2 separate regions of the Rattus norvegicus genome follow, and region 1 is linked to region 2. The links are chromatin contacts, called in public Hi-C maps. All regions are on one chromosome and are shown on one strand. The core of a region is the stretch at or near the end of the contact, and the rest is flanking DNA. Distances in the headings are between cores, read along the strand shown.

The links. Hi-C and Micro-C count contacts between places; a contact is called where the count stands out from the background.
Region 1: a contact with region 2 is called in a Hi-C map of the A7r5 cell line, with 3 times the contacts expected there. The contact joins two enhancer-like sites.

What each region holds. Positions count from the first base shown.
Region 1 is chr9:118,256,836-118,261,588 of GRCr8, forward strand. No RefSeq gene overlaps it. Among named protein-coding and RNA genes, the nearest start is that of Tgif1, 55 kb to the left of the region's middle. Within about 2 kb of position 2,951, at least 3 of the 93 cell types and tissues checked have an H3K27ac peak or open chromatin away from gene starts, as enhancers often do. A contact at or near this core is called in the A7r5 cell line, where this site is marked.
Region 2 is chr9:118,092,134-118,097,253 of GRCr8, forward strand. All of the region lies in intron 7 of Dlgap1 (DLG associated protein 1), which reads left to right. The region is part of intron 2 of LOC102555426 (a long non-coding RNA gene); the gene reads right to left. Among named protein-coding and RNA genes, the nearest start is that of Tgif1, 110 kb to the right of the region's middle. Within about 2 kb of position 3,583, at least 26 of the 93 cell types and tissues checked have an H3K27ac peak or open chromatin away from gene starts, as enhancers often do. A contact at or near this core is called in the A7r5 cell line, where this site is marked.

The sequences.
Region 1 (4,753 bases), core at 1,701-4,200, 160 kb after region 2:
GAGAGGTTGCTTGGAACAGAGGGTGGGTGAGCGAGCTGGAGTGACAGAGAGAGAGAGAGAGAGAGAGAGAGCGCGCGAGCGAGAGAGCGCAAGAGCGAGCAAACTGGAGTGGTCCTTTTTTTTAAATTTTTTTTTAAGATTTATTCATTTATTATATATAAGTACTGTAGCTGTCCTCAGATACAGCAGAAGAGGGCATCGGATCTCTTTACAGATGGTTGTGAGCCACCATGTGGTTGCTGGGAATTGAACTCAGGACCTCTGGAAGAGTAGTTGGGTGCTCTTAACCGCTGAGCCATCTCTCCAGCCTGGAGTGGTCCTTTTTATCTGCAGCACACACCTGTTGCACCTGGAGGTGGCGGCAAGGCAGGTTATGACATAAGCAATTTCGAGGTCCCTGAGGGCAGGCCAGCGGAATCACCTGTAAGCTAATCTCCTGCATGGGGGTAAGTGGCCCAGAAGGCATGAGAGCTGACTCCACCTCCTGCTGATGGGTGCATTGAGTGGCCTAGCAGGAGCAGTGTTGGTAAGCTAGTCCTATGATGTGGTTACAAAGCTTGCCCTAGTAGTGTGGACTGACCAGCTCGGCTGCAGGCCTTTGACTCAGAGCCCACCCTATCTATGATCTGTTGGGTTTCGTGAAAGCGTGGGTCCTGAAGATCCAGAGCTGCAGGATTCCATGACACAGGGTAACAACAGGATAACTGGGAGGAGCGCCAATGAAGATCCAATACTGATGGTGTCACAGATGCCAGAGATCCCGAACCAGACCAATGACTCATTGCAATGAACAATCTGCTGGTGAAGATGTGTGGACGGAAGGGTATATTGTGGGACACACTGTGACACACTGCAGATTCCACGATGAGACGTTTTCTATGCTTTGTTTTATTTTGCTTGTTTACTTATTTGTGTGGCTTTTATCTTGGGGGAAGTTGCAAGGGCAGAAGGTGGATATGAGGGGGCAAGGAGATGACAGGGGCTGGGACGCATGGAGTGAAACTCATAATCAATAGAAAGTTTTAACAACAACGGCAACAAAAACGATAGGCTCGAAGTGGTTTGCAAAATAATGAAGAATATAAACATCCTCAACAGGAAAGTAACAAACTCAACCCAAGCTCCCCGGAAAGGATTGCACAGCATGATAGACGAGAGTTCACCCCAGGAGAGCCAGGTAATGTAACATCCAGAGCTTAACCAGTGCCACACACCACATTCACACAGGGTGTGAGAAAGAGTCAGTATTCACCCACAGACAGACAGGTGGAGCAGCTGTCCTCCCCACTGTGCGCGTGCGCGCGCACGTGTGTGTGTGTGTGTGTGTGTGTGTGTGCTCGAGTGCAAGCGCGTGGGTGCACATGCACTCGTGCACGTGAATGCATTGAGTGTGCGTGCATGCGTGTTTGTGTGTGCATGTGTGTGAGTGCATGAGTGTGTGCATGTCCATGTGCACATATGTGTGTGTGCGCTAATGCTTGTTCAGTATCCTGCCCACCAAACCAATGAAGTTCGGATACTTGTCACAGCTGTGTAATACGAACATTAGGCTAAGTGAAAGAAGCTGCGTGTTAGGATTCTCCAGATGGGAGATTTCCAGGATGGCAGACTGATGCAAGCATTGGGCAGTTGCCAAGGGCTCAGAGGTACTGGAGGACTGCCTGATGGTTTTGAAGTCCTTTGGAAGTAACAATGTTTTGAAGCATTTAAAATGGTGGACCGCAGATGAGTGAGATTGTTCAGCAGATAAAGGTGAAGTTATTGTGAAATACCTTCACAAAAGGGGAGGTCAAGCTGATGGATCTGTTGATTCTCAGTTGCCTTTGCTCAAAATAATCCTTTTACCAAAGTGGTATATTTTGGGGTCTTCATAATCAGACTCATTTCAAGATATGGTTTATACTGAGATATTAATATGATTTACAGAGAGTAAGTTTCAGTTCTAGCCACCAAGCTCTCTCTTCTATCTATCTATCTATCTATCTATCTATCTATCTATCTATCTAATCTATCTATCTTAGGTAGCCCTGGCTGTCCTGGAACACACTATGTAGACCAGGCTGGCCTCAAACTCACAGAGATCTGCCCACCTCCTGAGGTCTGGGATCAAGGACGTGCATGCGTGCGTGCAGCACAGCACCCAACCTCACACCTCAATTTCCATTTAAAAGAAACAAATCTCCAGACCAGACAGAATCTCTGTTCTAACCCCCTAGGAATATCCCTGCAGACAGAGGCTGAAAGAAACCTCAAACCTATGAGGTGATGCAGCCTCCAGAATGGTCCTCACAGCAGGTGCCCCCACCCCCACCCCCAGGTCACTAGCAGAGCTGGTAGTTCCACTTAGAGCTTCTAGAGTCAGTTAAGAGAGAGACTCTTCAAAGGCAGGCACGCTGGGCGGAAGAAAATCACTACTTCCAAATTTAATGTAACGCACTTGAACAAGTTCCTTCATATCTCACTGGTGAAAGGACGGTTAAAAGTCTACACCCACAGAGTCCAGGTCGACTCTGAGAAACCTATGTGCTTATGTTCTGTTCTGCAAGCATCCTCACTGGTAGAAAGCACCAGGTGAGGGAGGTATAGAAATTTGTGTTTATCATTCAGGACCCCTAAACATGCTAAAGGAACGTGGCAAAGGTGAATTTTACGAGAGATGACTTATTGTTAACAGTTTTTTACACAGAGAGCTCATCATTTACAGCATCATCACGTATCCCCCAGCCGGCAAGCCCTAAGAGCTCAGTGAACACTCTGTGCCTTGAGTGGGTGGTGGGAGGCGACCTGCCATGAACATAGAGGGCTGCCCTGCTTTGGGGAGCGCTGTCCACTGGGCTGGGCCGAGATGGAACTGGAAAGCAGGCAGGAAGGGGAAGTCTGGCTCCGGCTGTTCCTTCCAGAGTAGCCCTGGGCCCAACATGAATTCCCCAGCTTGAAAAGGCCAGCGTGAGTCATAAGTCCCACCCTTAACCTGCCTTTTGAGATGCTGGGGCAAGCAGGGGCAGAGAGTGTCTGCACTCTGTACAGACTGAGGAGGCAGGCAGCAACAGGGAAGCGCCTACAAAGGATTTAATAGCAGCATTGGCTGGCACCTGTAATCCCAGCAATTGGGAAGCAGAGGCAGAAAATTGGGAGCTCCAGGCCAGCCTGAGCTACACAGAAAGACAACCTCAGAGCAAGCAAACAAACAAAAAACCCGCAAGAAACAAAATCAAGAGGAGTTTAATTCTGTGTCCTCAGAGAACATTTAGAGCTAAATGAAGACCTAGACACGGACAAGTAGAGGGACTTGTTGTTTTAGCTAAGCCCCAGACATGACCTGAGACCCCGTAATAGCTGAACCCTAGCAAGTATGCCAATGGCAGTGACTCGTTAGAGAAAAGCCCTAGTCCAAATCCAAAGTCATCCAGAAACTGAAACTTAAAAATGACTCCAATCTCGGGTAAGTTTGAATGTTGGGCATTGGGTGTGGAGACATACATCTGTAATGTTGGCCCTTGGGGGTCGGACACAGGAAGACAAGGAGTTTGAGGGCAGCTTAAGCTACGTGAGGCGATGCCCTTACCCCAAAGCATGATGCCTCCTGTCTTGGGCTTCTTTTTGTAAACAGTCTGAACCTAGGAGTGATGTGTGTATGTACTTACGTATGTGTTTGGACTTACTGGACTGGCTTTCAAGACCACAGATGCAGGAAGTTCCACTCTACAAGCTACTAGTGTGAATCCATCTAAGAAGTGGCAAGCTACCACCAAGGAGGCAAGGCTGCAGCCCACAGGCAGAGGCAACAACCTCAAGTACCAGTGGGCACCGGTAGGAATTTCAGAGACCAAGGAAACCTGAGTCTGAAAACTGAGATCAGCAGTGGCAGATGATGGCTAACTCGGAGAGAATCTTCCTGGGTCCACCCCGTCCACACCGGGTGCAGTTCTCTCCCACTCAGTTGGCTCTCGCTCTGGAAACACGCTCACTGACGTGCCCAGAAGTGAATTACGCCCTACCTTTACGCATCACTTGATCATGTCAACACCCACCACCACCACCACCAAATTAGCCACCACATGACTAAAACTGCATAAATCCCATTCACAATGGTTAAAGCGTCTTCATCCAAATGAGTTCAGCAGATTCGTCTTCCTTTCCACCCTCTGCACATGCATGGGAGGCTTACAGTCCCTCTGACATTCCGGTGTGGCTAAATGACTTACTTTGCCTCTCCTAAAGCAGAAGCGTGACGTGAGCGAGCAGAGTCCCCACTTAACCATTCTTGAGAGCACAGCAAGAAACAAACCTGCAAGGAATAGGCCACCGTCCACCTACACACTCCATTCTTCCTTGTATCCGTATAGAACCTGATGAGGTAGGTCTATAGCACAGTCACGAATAAGGAAACCAGGCTGTGTTTGTGGCTAACGCAACCCCAGAGCCGCTCCACATGTTAGTGGGCAATTGATCTGGGGTGATCCAGGCTAAGGGGGAAACCACACATCTGCTTGAAGAACAGAATGAGAGGAGAATGTAAGATATCCCATCAGTGATCCATGTCGGACTCGGGGGGTGTAACTCAGTGGTGGAGTGCACGTTTACAGGCAGAAGACACTGAGTTTAGTCCCGAGCACAATGAAGGCAGTGTAGTGTGTAGTGGGGAGCTGGAGAAATGGCCTGGTGGTTAAGAGTGCACGCTGCCTTTGCAAGAAACTGGAGTTTGATTCCCCTGCATCAAGTGGCTCACAAAACCCTGAAACTCAAGAGCCAA
Region 2 (5,120 bases), core at 2,333-4,832:
TCATTCAGCTTACTTTTCTTTTTATTCAAGTTTAGTTTCTGTTCTACAGTCAGAAAACTTCATTCCACAGAGCAGAAGTATTCCAGGGAATAGAACTGGGCTCAAGAAAAACATGGGTTGTTCTCTTTAAAGATACTTTCCTTTTATCTTTAAATACTAGGGGGCTGGAGAGATAACTCAGCAGTTAAGAGCTCTGTTGCAAAAAAAAAAAAAAAAAAAGCGGGTTGGGGATTTAGCTCAGTGGTAGAGCACTTGCCTAGGAAGCGCAAGGCCCTGGGTTCGGTCCCCAGCTCCGAAAAAAAAAAAAAAAAAAAAAAAGAGCTCTGTTGCTCTTGTAGAGGACCTGGGTTTGGTTCCCAGCACCATCCATAATGGCTTACAACATCCATAACTGTAGAAAGTCCAATGTAATGCAGAGACATACATGCAGACAAAACACTCAGACACAAAAATGAAATAAATCCAATAAAATAAAGGTATGAAGTAAGGCACGAACAGGGTCAGCACAGGGTTGCAGAAGTGTCAGCCCCCTAGCCCCCACCCCCACCCCCGTCACCAGACCTATGACAGAGCGTGATGGTGCTAAGTGGCCAGCAGAGGGAGCTGCTTACTGATTGTCTTCTGAGAAGCAAAGAGAAGGCTACCCCTTCAAGGGCACTTGACCCCACCCACCATGTGGGTCCTCCCACATCAGTCACTAACTAAAAAAATGCCCTAAGCTGGATCTTATGGAGGCATTTTCTCTACTGAAGTTCCCTTTCAGATGACTCTAGCTTGTATCACACTGGCATTAAACTATCCAGGACAGGAACACTTACCTAAGCCATAGCAGGGGACATAGCAGGTGATAGGAAGGAGGGTGGGAAGATGTAACTCCGTTGATAAAGTCCTGAAGTTCAACACCCAGCACCAAACAAACCAGAACCCATGTGATGCCAGTACTTGGAAAATAGGGAGAGGAAGGAAGGTCAGAAGTTCAAGGTTATCCTCAGCTACAAAGGAAATTTGAGGCCAGTCTTCGACATATGAGACCCTATGCCCAAAAACGACAGTAACAATAAAAGGTCCGGAGATGTGGTTCACTGTGGAGCGCTTACCCAGCATACCTGGCCCTGAGCTCCATCCCTCATACTACAAATTACATAGAGAGAAACACACAAACACAATCTCAAGGCCACTTTTGGGTACCTCCGAGAGATGAGTTGTTAGTTGTTAGTAGTATCAGTTTCGTAGAATTCACATCTGTAAAGTTCACCTTTTCAAGGTAAATGATTCAGGGAGCTGGAGAGAGGGCTCGGTGGGTAACAGCACATGCGAAGGTATAGAATCTGGGTCCCGGCACCTGGGACGGGTGGCTTGTAAATACCTATAACTCCAACCTCAGAGAATCTAACCCTCTCTTCTGGACGCAGTGGCCACCTACACTCATGCACACATATACCCACAGAGAGACACAAACACATACACGCATGTACGTAATTAAAAATTAATGTGTTTAAGTATATGTATATGTAATATATATATATATGTATATACATATACATATATATATATATATATATATATATATATACACAATTGCCAAGTTGTACAAACACCTCCATGACCTAAAACTGAACATCTCCCTATAACACTCTCTGCCGGCGGTTCCCAACCTTTGGTCGTGACCCTCACTGGGGTCACATATCAGATATTTACATTATGATTCATGACAGTAGCAAAATTACAGTTATGAAGTTGCAATGAAATAACTTTATCGTTGGAAGTCGCCTCAACATGAGGAACGCTGTTAAAGGGTCGCAGCATTAGAAAGGTCGAGAACCACCGCTCTATCCCAACCCAGACCTAGTGTCCCTAATAAATATTAGGAGCCTCTACCGTAAAGAGCTTAAAGCCAGACACTTTCTACTGTGAATGCTTAACATTTCCCCAAACCTAATCTCCTGGAAGACAGTCTGTTTATGTAGCCGATGACTGACTTGGTGGCTTTGGTCCCCCCCCCTCCCCCCCAGGAGCCGGAAGCAGATCATTGACAGTTGCTGCCCTGAAGAAGTTGACACATAGGAAGCAGTGAGCTTCACCTGTGCCAAGTGCCTCAGCTGAAACAACCACTTCTTAACACCATTCCTCAGCCACTCCACCCAACACAGTCACAAGCACACACTCAACACCAATGGCAGACACTGCGAAAGAAAAGGCCACTCAGCTGCACAAGAACTTGATCTCCAAAGCAAATGGGTGGGAGCACGTTAGCTCCTTATACAAAATATGTTTATACGTGTGTGTGTTTATACATATAAATGTGTATATTATATATGAGACAGACAGAGACAGGCAGAGAGAGAGAGAGAGAGAGAGAGAGAGAGAGAGAGAGAGAGAGAGAGAAGCCTAGAACCCACTGTATATCCTTGAATTTAATTTGATCCTCCTGCCTCAGCCTTTTGAATGGTGATATCACAGGCAGGAGCTATGATGCTCAGCCTGTAGTTTCTCATGAAATCAGTCATCATAAATTTGATGGGTATGTGATTCAGGGTACTGTGCATCCAAGCAGCAGGTACAGGTACCAAGTTCTGCTTGCAAGACAGGGATGAGAACTGGGCTTCCCACAGACATTACCTCATGGCCTCAGCAGGGGGAGCAGAGGCTCTTTGCCCACAATTCACAGCCAGAGCCTCCCGGCTGGTTTTCCCTTTTGTGTTCTGTGTGTGGTAGGTGGACTTTCCGCTGTGAGCATCCGTGGGGACTTTTAGAACCGGAAGGAGGGTGCAGGGAAAGCCAGACTGCATGTTTCTTAATATTTGAGTTATTTTTCTCCTTGGGTGAAGTGGCCCAGCTCTCCTTCTAGTTAGGGCAGTGGCTCTCAACCTTCCTAAAGCTGGGACCCTTTTAAAACAATTCCTCATGTTGCTGTGATTCCCAACCCTAAGATTATTTTCTTTGCTACTTTGTAACTGTAAATTTGCTACTCTTAGGAATCATGATGTAGGTATCTGTGTTTTCCTAAGGTCTTAGTTGATTACTTTGGAAGTGTCATTCTAACCCCAAAGGGGTCTACACCCATATGTTTGGAACCACTGAGTTAGACAGAGGAAGCCGAATAAAACTGAGTTTAAAGTGCAGTTAAACTTTTATACCTGCTAGTTCCCTTCGTTCTCTGACCGTGGGTGGAAGATGAATCCTAAGAAGTTAAATTCTTTAGGGAAGAATGGACGGGCTTGTAGAACAGAGGGGATAGCCTGGGAGAGTTGGGTGGTAAGTGTCCTGCAAAAAAAAAAAAAAAAAAAAAAAGTCCTATAGCTCAGGGAAAATGACACAGCAGGACGGAACCTGCCAGCTGAGCAAAGCTGTCAACTTTGAAATCCCAGAGGCCCACCCAGCCCTTCCGGTTTCCTGGAATGCTGTCCTTGTCACGTGTTGGTTGAGGAAAAACCCTGCAACATCGACGAGAAAGCCAGAGTGACCCTCATCTGCCACCAGGGGGCAGAGAAACAGAGTGACTCGAACAAAGACACACACAGGCCAGGCTGAACCCCAGAGTCAAGGACACGCAGTGGTAGCCAGTTTCTGGCTCGCTTAGCCCAAGTAGACGCAGTGCTACCAGGTTACAAGAGCCCACTGTCTCACAGCCCAAGGCTGACGCACTACCACACAGGCCAACAAGTTCAGTTGTATGTCATGAGGAAGGTGGGACTGAGGTGACTCAGAAAAAAGCTGTTTTCCCCAACCCTGGCGTTCGGTTAATCTCATTTCAAACACTGTCACTCACCCAGAAAGATCTCAGCCTTACTTCCGCCACTGGAGCCCTGGAATGTGGCAGCAGCTGTCAGGGTGATGTGGAGGCCCAGCTGAGGTGGAGGGAGGAAAAGTACCACTCATGGGTGGTCAGAGGCGTGGAAACAGTGAGGAAACCCACGATTGCTACTCAGTCAGGTCCAGTATCCCCCACCTTACTAAGAACGCTGCATTAGGTGGAAGCCACCTGAACCCTACTTTTCTTCATGTGATGGAATGAAACCCAAGGCCTTTTGCATGCTAAGCAAGTGTTTAGACTGCACTCCCAGCCCTGATGTGTTTTAGGTGCTGCTGGTACTGAGTTTCTTCATGGATGTGTGAACAGAAGACTCTCTAGGGTTGGGAGGTGTGGTTCAGGGGTAGAACACTCACCTAGAATGTGCAAGGTTTTTGGAGCTCAGCGTTACAGAAAAGACAAAGGAAGAAAGGGAGAAGAGAGAGAGATTCCTCATGTATATGAATGTAAGCGTCTATAGGGATCATGGATGCAAACAAAGCTTGGGGATTGAGGACTGATGTTAGCCTGTACAAACAAAAACACTAGTAACCGTGGCTACTTAAGTAGTGTTAGCCTCTGGGGTCTCCGTTTAAACCTAACGATTCCATCGATTCCATCGGGGCAGTGCCTTCCGCACAGCCACTGTACAGATGAGAACTCAGAGCCTACCCAGCTGTGATCACTGATATGAAGCAGCCAGTTCCAAGATTCTAATCAGTGTCTGTGTGATTTGGCCTTCAAGCCAGGGCTGGAGGAATGACCTCATGGGTGTGTTGAAAGTGGGATCTTTCCAACCAGCCAGAGAAGGGCTGTCACAGGCAGCAGAGAGAGGGAAGAGTGGAGAGTAAATGTATCCCTTCTGCCTGACCATATATAAATTAATTAATTCATACTGATGAATCTATTTGATATAATATTTATTTATTATAAGCCTATATTTATGCATTATGTACATATATATCTGTATATACGGATGGATGGATGGATGGATGGATGGATGGATGGATGGATGGATGGATGGATAGATGGATGGATGGACAGGTGGATGTAACTGAAATAACCCAGTCACGAAGGGGACAGATAATGTTACAGTTAAAAAAGGGGGAGGTGGGGGTTCGGTCCTCAGCTCCGGGGGGAGGGGAAGATCTTGTAAAGAGAATAGAATCTATGGACTGTGTAACCATCTAACCTTCCAACTGGTCCAGGTTCTTCACTTGGCCAAAAGACCATCCCTAGGAAAACAGCCTCACCTTAACCCATGCTAGAGAGAGAGGTGGAATAATTAGTCCTTTAATGAGATTCTGTGCTTCTCCTCTCACCGTCCCTA